Regions from separate parts of the Sus scrofa genome. Here all the other regions are linked to region 3. A link is a contact called in public Hi-C data. All regions are on one chromosome and are shown on one strand. Each heading gives the region's core, a stretch centred on a gene start, on an enhancer-like site or on the middle of the called end of the contact. The rest is flanking DNA. Distances are from core to core; before and after follow the strand shown. Region 1 overlaps LOC110256111. Region 2 overlaps MYOCD (myocardin). Region 3 has its middle 110 kb from the start of MYOCD.

Region 1 (2,963 bases), core at 116-2,615, 240 kb before region 3:
CACCTTGGCTGGGAGGCTGCATGGTTTGGGTCAGGTGGGACTCTGCCTCTCTGCCTGGGGTCCCCAGCAGGGTCCTCACCTCAGCACCGCAGCTGGGGGTGCCAGGGGCCCCAGGCAGCAGCTACAGGTCCTGCTGCAGTCTGGGGATGGCATTTTCACATGCCTCCCCAGGCAAAGCAGTCATAGGGCCCTCTGGGTGGAAGGGGACGGGAGGTCGACCCAGGCCAGGTTAGCATGAGGGTGAGAGGGTTTGGGGGCCGTCTTTCATGGGCCGTAATGGCCTTATCCCTTCTTCTTGATTTATTTGGGGCCACACCCACAGCATATGGAGGTTCCTGGCTAGGGGTCGAATCAGCTGTAGCTGCTGGCCTGCACCACAGCCATGCCAGATCAGAGCCGCATCTGCGACCTACGCCACAGCTCACGGCAACGCCAGATCCTTAACCCACTGAGCAAGGCCAGGGATACAACCCACAATCTCATGGTTCCTAGTAGGATTCGTTAACCACTGGGCCACGACGGGAACTCCACTAGTCGGGTTCTTAACCTGCTGAGCCCCAGTGGTAACTCCCCCATCTCCCTTCTTCTGCCGGGTCCCCAGCAGCTCCTCTCTGGTGAGGGCTCTCAGGAAAGACGTAGCCCCCTGGTTGCCCAGCGTAGCTGGTGTCTGGTGGAGCAGCTGTCTGTCTGTGACCTGCGGGTTGGAGACGAGGGCCCCAGCGTCCCCTCGCTGGAAGCTGGGGAAAAGCTGGCCCGGGCAGACGTCAGCTGACTGCACTGAGCTGTATCGTATGGGAGGAGCCCCCTGGGGATCCAGAAGCACTCGGGGACAGCGATACACAGAAGCCCTGCTCACCCCCTGCAGGGACCTTGATGTCTCTGCAGAACCCACAGTGTTCTTTTAAGAGACACGCTCCACCCAGGGGACACCCATGCCTGGGGTAGGTACATAGGTGCGTCTAATGGAAATTCCCCCACAGCCTGGTGCATTCTTCAGTGTTTGTCTGGCAGGGGCAGCCTTACCATGCGGAAGAGGCCCCCACCTCCTCTGCGACGAGCCCCTCGTGGGCGCTTAGTGGTGTCACACAGCATCTTCCTGCCTGGTCCTCGCAGCTTCAGCCTCGCAGGGCAGTGCCCAGTGATGTGCCAGCCTCCCGGGGGTCAGCGGATCCCAGTTCAGGACAGTCTGACCGTGCCCCCCACCCTCCCCGGTCTTCTCTCTCGGAGGCCCCACCTCCCCGAAGCCCCTCCGGGGACCTGCAGCTCCTGGCACCGTCTCCTGCTGGGGCTTCCGGGCAGGTTCACAGAACCTGCTTATGACGCTCCTCTTGGCAGAGAACTTGGGCTGCTGGCAGGAAAGCCCTGCGGGAAGGTGGCACTGGACGAGTGCTCAGCACAGCCATGCTCGTGGCCGGGGCGCCCTGAGGGGCTTGAGCTGGCCTCGCCCACTGTGAGGTTGGGGTGGAGGAGGCCTTGGGTCTGGGGACTTGGCTGTTTCTAGAACAGTCCCTCTGAAGCTCTCCCACTGGTGGACTCCCCAGAAAAAGGTGGACTTTGCCAGCTTCTGCCAGAGCCTCTGGTGGTAGCCCAGCTGCACGGGGGTCATGGGCAGAGGGAGGGGGCTGCAAATACCGCCTGGCCGGGGTCTTTGCCCTCCCCGTGGAGGGCACCCCGCTTCTATCTGGGGAGCAGGCCTGCGAGTCGGCGGCGGCGTCTGCTGGGCAGCAGGTGCAGTCAGGGAGGAGCAGCGAGGGCTGTGCCGGGCTCCACTGTTTTTAAACTGTTGGCTTTGTGATGACATGTCCGTTGCCATTTTTCAATCATAGTCACTGAAACGAGTGTCAAAATCCATTTAAAGAAGTAATTTAATTATGTGCTGTTGTGTGTCCAGGGCTTAGTATCTTTCAGAAATCAATTTGGAGGCATTGACCCCGAAGCAGGTTTGAACTCTGACTCCTCTCTGGCTGCTGGAATTAAACAATAGTGATTATCAGGCTGTCGCACGTTTCTCTTTCTGAAATGATTTTCTGGAAGAAAATGTTTATAATCTTACTGTCAGACCGTGATTTTGATGAAGACACATTTTTCCCGTGCACAAGTAGACAGGCGTTGGTTTACACACATGTTGAATAGATGGCCCGTGAACCTCAGGCACAGATTGGGTTTACTTGGAATGTGAGCATGGCATTTGCCACCACTTGGTGGCAGTGTACCCCAATTGCAAGACCTTGTTGAAGCGTGTCCTGGAGTCTGGCAAGTGCTAAAATGACAAACCAGAAGTTAGGAAGTGACAGCGACACCCCCTATCTAGATTCTATTTTAGTAACACTAGTACAGCGCCATGAAGCATACTTAAATACTTTCTAAAGTTACTCTCGGCGAGTACGTCACTATTCCCCTGATGAGTATTTGTAATCATAATTTTCATTTACTTATGGTTGGAGAATAGAGATGTAAAGACCTTGTGACAAAAAGCCAGAAAATGAATGACAAGCAGCATTTTTTTCATTGGTAAAAATTAAAAATTTTATTAATGTTTTAAATAGCTCCCCTTGTGGCGCAGTGAAAATGAATCCGACTAGTATCCATGAGGTTGCGGGTTCAGTCCCTGGTCTTGCTCAGTGGGTTAAGGATCCGGTGTTGCCATGAGTTGTGTAGGTTGCAGACACAGCTCAGATCCCACATGGCTGTGGCTGTGGCGTAGGCTGGCAGCTGTTGCTCCAGTTCAACCCCTCGCCTGGGGTCCTCCATATGCCACGGGTGCAGCCCTCAAAAGCAAAAAAAGTTTTAAATGTTCAAGGCGTTCATACCTGACTAGAAACAGATTTAACCCCTCACGTCTATAGAATTGATACCCAAGGAAGAGTTTGTGTAAGGTTTTCTGTTGGCCCAGTAAGTTAATTCAAATATGATTCTGAAAGGGACCAGAGAGAGCTTCTGTCTCTGGGAACATGGAACCCCAC
Region 2 (3,163 bases), core at 521-3,020, 180 kb after region 3:
TCAACATCGAATGACTATATAAGCCAGCAATCCACTCCTAAACACATACCCCCAGAGAACTGAAAACAGATGTTCAGACAAACACACAGGCAGGAATAGTCATTGCAGCACCGTTCCCGATAGTCCAAAGTTGGAGCGGACCCAGAGGCCCCTCAACTGCAGAGTGCATAAACACGGCAGACCACACAGCGGAATATTACTCAGCCATAAAAGGAAGCGAAGCACTGACTCTTGCTGCCGCATGAATGGACCTTGAAAACATGCCCGTGCAAGAAGCCCGATGCAAAAGGCCACAGAGCATCTGATTCCATTTTTTATGAAACCTCCCAAAGAGGTGGATCCACGGAACAGAAGGCAGATGAGGGGTTTCCAGGGGCCTCAGGAAGGGGGGGATGGGGAAGGGCTGCTTCGTGGGGATGGAGACACCTTGTAAGGTGATGAAAATATTCTGGCTGCGCAACATGCACTGACGGTTGCACACACTTATAAAGGTACCAAACGCCGCAGAATTGCAGCTTGGAAAGTGGTTGCCATGGTGATGTTTATGTTCTTTGTATTTCACCACAATATAAAAAGAGGGTCCCCTTCCCCAAGCAGCCACAGCCACCCCATCGGGGCAGATCACCTCGACGCAGAAGGGAGGCGGGGCATCAGTCTCCCTCACCCCCCCAGGCAGGGTCTGCAGCCAGGTGACCGTCACAGGGTGGCCTCAAGTGTCCTATGAGACCTGCAGATAAGAGGCATCACTGTGGGTTCGAGAAGGCCTCACAGGTGAGCAGGGGGTTGAACCAGCCTTGAAGGATGAGCTGGAGTCAGCGAGCCCAGGAGGGAGCCGCAGACAGCAGCAAATTAGAAAGAAAGGAGGCAGGAGGGGTAGGCTCTCGGGGAGGGTGTTTAGTGGCGTCAGTGCTGGGCGATGATCTCCTTTGCAGCCTGGACTTTGGACGTCAGCGTGCAGGGCAGGCTGGGCAAGCTGCGTGTAGGCTGTGGGGTGGCGGGCACACGGCCGGCCCAGCGGCGTGTGTGGCTGCGCATCAGAACACCTTGAGCCTGTCCGGGCCTCTCTGGCCGCAAGCCACACCCTTCCCGCTTTACACAGACAGGGTCTTAAACCACCGGGATTCGGATCCAGGTCTGCGTTGGGAAGGTGCCTGTGCTCCTATGTATGGACCATGCAGTTTGAGAGAGAAAACAAAACCCCGCCACCTCTGGATCCTCTGGCGTCCGAAAGAGCATGAAACGCTGCAGTCCCATGGATTCAGAGTTCCGTGGGGTCAGTGGTCTTTGCCCCCTCGGCATCTGGAGAAAATGGCCCGATTCTAGAAGGCATACCTTCTAGAATGCTCAAGAGTCCCTGTATGAAGGCAACAGAGAGAAAATTCCTTTGCCTCTGACTTAAATGCGAGACCCCAGGGCTGAAGTTCCCCCACCCAAGGCACATCCGAGGAGCAGTGGGGACAGGGGCTGAGCTGCAGCAGAGCAGGGCAGAGCTGGCTGCAGGGCCCTGTACAGAAGACTGATTAATTAATTGGAATGCTCATCAATGGAGGAGCAGGGAGGAGGGCCACCCGGCCCACGGGAGAACGTGAGCCCATTGTCCATGGTGTCCAAGAAGCCACCTCCCCTAGAAAACACAAAAGAGCTTCGGTGGTGGGACGTGCTGAGTCAGAGAAAAGCAAGTGGAACAGGTCACCTTCAGATGTGTGGTTAGTGGTTACAATGGGGACGCTGCCCGGTCACAGCAGGCCTGCCAGCTAATCAGGAGCCCCCTCTGGTGGACACTGCTGGTACCACACCTTCCCTCGACCTTGTCCCTGGAACCTCGAGACTCCCACCTTGATAGCCACAGCCATGTTGATTTCAATCTTCTGTAATAAAGTCAGGGTCTAGAAATGTATGCGGTTTTTTTTTTTTTTAGGGCAGCACCCACAGCATATGGAGGTTCCCAGGCTAGGGGTTGAATCAGAGCTATAGCTGCCAGCCTACCCCACAGCCACAGCCACACGGGATCCAAGCCACGTCTGCGACCTACACCGCAGCTCACAGAAATGCCAGATCCTTAACCCACTGAGCAAGGCCAGGGATTGAACCCGCAACCTCATGAGTACTACTAGTCAGATTCGTTGCTGCTGCGCCACAACGGAAACTTCTGGGTTTTTTTAACTGATGGCAGTAGGGGCCAATTGCTTCCCAATCTGTGGAGGCCTTTTTTTTAGGAGCAGGTTATAAATAGAATCACACTATCCTTTGAACTCTATTATTTCAACAGCACGTTTGGAGTTCTCTGGTGGTGCAGCAAGTTAAAGACCCAGTGTTGTCTTTGCAGTGGCTCAGATCACTGCGTGGCATGGGTTCGATTCCTGGCCCAGGGACTTGTATATGCTGTGTGTGGCCAAAAAAAAAATTTTATCTTCTTTCATTGATTTTACTGTGATCAAAAGGAGAGAATATTTTCCCCACCTTGTAGGTGAGGTGTTTGAGATGTCATAACATAACACGGATAACTGAACCATGTTCAAAAATGTCTTAGCTTCCAAGCCTGTGTCCTTCACTTTTTTCAAGAGTCCAAATTGTGCCACGATGGTAACTTCTGGAAAGATCCTGTGGACAGCTAACCCTTCCCATAGTCGGTAAAATATCTTTAGTTCAGAGGGTGTCCCTTCCTGATCTTATATCCATTTTTGGTGGGAAGGGAAATGGATCTTACCTTTAAAGAAGCAGCAAACATCCACACTCTGGATTTTCAAAGACAGGCTTAAATGTCGTCTGAGTTTCTGTCATCAAGAGTCAGCTTACGAAGGGCGTATTTAAAGGTGATAACAGCTATACGGGTGGAAGAACTTTCTTAGAACTCCCTCCCAAGAGCAGGTTATCGCCTTCATCCAAAGTCAGTTGGTCTTAGGTGAGGAAGGTGCCCTCACGAAACACGGGCTTACATCTCACTTTAGGCTAGAAAGGAAATTCTTCCCGAGCCCCCTCTGAGATTCAAGACTCCCCGCCTAAGGAGTGTCCTTGCACTGTGATGAGTTTACAGTGGATTAGATGCCTTCATGTCCCCGGGTCTCTGTGCATCCTGCCTTTGCTGCACTGGAGACCCGGGGCTCAAGAGCATTCGTCAAACCAAACCTCCTAGAGGTAAACCCATGATGCCAAGTCATTCCCA
Region 3 (3,250 bases), core at 70-2,569:
GGGAGGAGAGAAGGGAGCTTTGGCTTCCCCTGGTCCGGGATGCTCTGGACCTTCCTCCGTCTCTTAAGGGGCCGTCCGCCGTGGCTGCTCCCCTTCTCAGAGACCTGAGCATCTTTTCCAGCGCAGCTTGCATCTTCTTTTTGTTGCGTCAGCTCAGGTGTGGCAGCTGCCTCCTCGGGCTTCCTTCTGTTGTTTCCCTCTTCCCACCCCACGTCATTCATTCCTCTATTAAATCCCATCTGTTTGAAATTCCTGGTGTGGTCTCCATACCCTGACTGGATACTGACTGATAAAACGAGTGGAAAGTCCATTCGTTCCCTCAAATCTCATTCCTTTAGAAGGTGCCTCATCAGCACTTCAAAGGAGTCTATGTTTAAAGAAACCTTCTGTAAATTTCATTACATTTTATAAAACACCTAAAGCCTGCTATTCAGACCCCATACCTTACCCCAGGGTGTGTTTTCTGTCTTTGGGGGTCAGGGTACAAATGGAAGGAGGCTGTTTTACTACTCTGAAGTTTCAGTTCTATTTTATAACCAAATCTCAGTAACTTCCACAAATAACATCATAGACTATGAAGCAGTATATAATAAATGTGTATTATAAACCACCACACCTTTTCCCCTAAAACATGGCAGAGTATAAGAAAATAGATATACATTCATACATACGTGTGTGCATTTGTACATAATCCTTTATAAAATCTTGATTCCATTGTGTCTATCTAGTGAATTCTGTATATTATCTCTATTTTAACATATAATTAGTTTGTATGTGTGTATACATATATATATATATACACACACACATACAAAACCAACAAATAAAAGCAGAGAAAACAATACCAAGAGTGTTTCTATTTTCAGCTACTCCATTTTCTGGTGTGCTTGGGGAATAGGGTTCAAGGTCATCCTTTGACACTTGGAATTTAGAGAACAGGCTCTGAGGAATCCGTGCCTTGCCCAGGTTACTTGGCCAGCAAGTGGCAGCTGAGGCTGCCTGCCTCGCCGCCCCACACAGCCTTTCCCTGAAGCCCAGCTGCCTCCCCCTTCCCACCCCACAGGTCCCCGAGGTCCCTGGAGCTTTGCTGAAAGAATGCGTCTGCCCCTGACAGCCTGGAACGGAGAGTTCAGCCTCTGGCTTGGTAACTCGGGACTCTGACTGTGAATCTTGCCTTCTCTTCTTTGACTTTCCCCTCCCCTGAAGAGGAAAGTTATTTTCAACTCTCCATCTGTTTTGTGTTTAATGTGCAGAAAGGTTGCACACTTTCAGGGACCTTGTTCATAAGCAGTAGATTGTACAAGAGTTTATTACACAAGTGGGGGTTTTTATTGCTGGCCTTTGTGGCGTTGCCAACTGGGAGAAGGAACATAACGTGCTTAGCGGTCCCTATCAGGAAAAATGAGAAGGCATTAAATACCAGTCAAATTGTCAAGCATTGAAAAGTGGGTAATCAAATCCAGAATTCCCTGGAGTATGGCTAGTGAGAAGGATTTTTCTCATTAACAGTGTTTTTACGGCCACAATTGGTTCCCTAGGCACTTATGTCACCGACAGTATCCCAGAGCATTATATGAGATGTGTAACAAGAGTGGAATAAGTTGTGACCTAGAAAGACTCAGGTCCGCTTCAAAATCTGACTCTGGTCAGCACAGAGCATCAAACTGGAACCCTCGGAAGAGCTTTCTATATGTGTGTGTGTATGATTTGTGGAGTCCTAAAAAAGTGATACAGGAGTTCCCATCGGGGCTCAGCAGAAATGAATCTGACTAGTATCCATGAGGACACAGGTTCGATCCCTGGCCTCGCTCAGTGGGTTCAGGATCCAGCATTGTCACGAGCTGTGGTGTTGGTCGCAGATGCAGCTCAGATCCCGTGTTGCTGTGGCTGTGGGGTAGGCCAGTGTCTACAGCTCTGGTTAGACCCCTAGCCTGGGAACCTCCATATGCCATGGGTGCGCCTCCCCCCCAAAATAAAAAGAAAAGAAAAAGAAAAAGTGATACAAATGCACTTATTTACAAAACAGAAGCAGACTCACTGAAAACAAACTTATGGTTACCAAAGGGGAAAGGAGGAGGAGATGGGTAAATTAGAAGCTTAGTATTAACATATACACACTACTGTATTTTATATTTAAAATAGGTAACTAATAAGAACCTACTGCAGAGCACAAGAAACTCTACTCAATACCCCATAATAACCTGACAAAGAATAGATAAATGTATATGTATAACCGATTCACTTTGTGGTCCACCAGAAACTACACCAACACCGTAAATCAACTATACTCTGGTATAAAATAAAATTTAAATAAGTAGATTAATTAATTGATTAACTAATCACAACATTAGGAACATCAGCTATGTAGATAATCACTCCTGATTTAACCTCTGTCTAATCCTGAGCCCTGTGCTGTGTCTTCCTAGGAGAGAATGCATCAGAATTATATGGTTTACTACTGATTTGTCCTGAGCCATATGATGGGGCTAGAAAACGTCCACAGAGCATCCTAGGAGACACTCTATCAGAACATTCCCAGCTAAAGAGGCCAATGCCAGTAGTCATAGGTTACTCTTATTCCTTTTCCCAGAAAGCTCAAGACTATCACAGAGGCTGCTGCATAAAAGTTGGTGGAGGCCTCTGACTTGTTCTAGCCTCCTAGCTCTCAGTCCAGGCTACACATCAGAATCATTTGCCACCGGCCGCCCCAAACCCTAGACTCATTAAATAAAATCTGGTGGTGGGCTAGGACATGGGTGTGCTTTTAAATTTCTCTGGGTGATTCTGCTACAGAGCTTGGGTTGAGAACTGCAGATCTAATCCAGCTACCTAATTTTCCTGGTAGAGGACCCTGAGCTTGCAGAGGTTACTGTCCAAAACTGTGATTTACAGTGTGATTGCATCTCCATCGGCGGTTGTCTTTTCCAGCACGGCGTTGTCTCACTATAGCACTACTGGACATCATGTCCCAAATGTTATAGCCCTTTATGTAGAAAAGCAACACATCCAACCCCATCCCCTGCCTCTCTTTTCATGCATGCAAGTGGATGTGCTATAAATCCCCCAGAACTCTGCTGGAGACGGTGGGTGGGGCCACAGGGTCAGGGTGAGACTGTCAGGACCGCAGGGAAGAGTGGCTGGAGGACCCACTGCTTTCTCTAGCTGGTGTGCGGACAAGGGAGTGGACGCAACCTCATTGTCCACTATGTGTCCATTGTTAGGGTCCACTGTCTGAGCACAACAGCCCTAA

Evidence for each region. Hi-C and Micro-C count contacts between places; a contact is called where the count stands out from the background.
Region 1: a contact with region 3 is called in a Hi-C map of embryonic fibroblasts, with 2.0 times the contacts expected there. The contact joins two enhancer-like sites. A contact is called at or near these places in 4 of 47 Hi-C or Micro-C datasets (embryonic fibroblasts, fetal heart ventricle and heart right ventricle).
Region 2: a contact with region 3 is called in a Hi-C map of retroperitoneal adipose tissue, with 1.9 times the contacts expected there. The contact joins two enhancer-like sites. A contact is called at or near these places in 1 of 5 promoter capture datasets (liver) and 9 of 47 Hi-C or Micro-C datasets (brain, embryonic fibroblasts, heart right ventricle and 6 more).

What each region holds. Positions count from the first base shown.
Region 1 is chr12:56,580,711-56,583,673 of Sscrofa11.1, forward strand. The region is part of intron 2 of LOC110256111; the gene reads left to right. Among named protein-coding and RNA genes, the nearest start is that of MIR744, 120 kb to the left of the region's middle. Within about 2 kb of position 1,366, at least 1 of the 83 cell types and tissues checked has an H3K27ac peak or open chromatin away from gene starts, as enhancers often do.
Region 2 is chr12:57,004,206-57,007,368 of Sscrofa11.1, forward strand. All of the region lies in intron 7 of MYOCD (myocardin), which reads left to right. Among named protein-coding and RNA genes, the nearest start is that of ARHGAP44, 44 kb to the right of the region's middle. Within about 2 kb of position 1,771, at least 10 of the 83 cell types and tissues checked have an H3K27ac peak or open chromatin away from gene starts, as enhancers often do.
Region 3 is chr12:56,822,877-56,826,126 of Sscrofa11.1, forward strand. No RefSeq gene overlaps it. Among named protein-coding and RNA genes, the nearest start is that of MYOCD, 110 kb to the right of the region's middle. Within about 2 kb of position 1,320, at least 5 of the 83 cell types and tissues checked have an H3K27ac peak or open chromatin away from gene starts, as enhancers often do.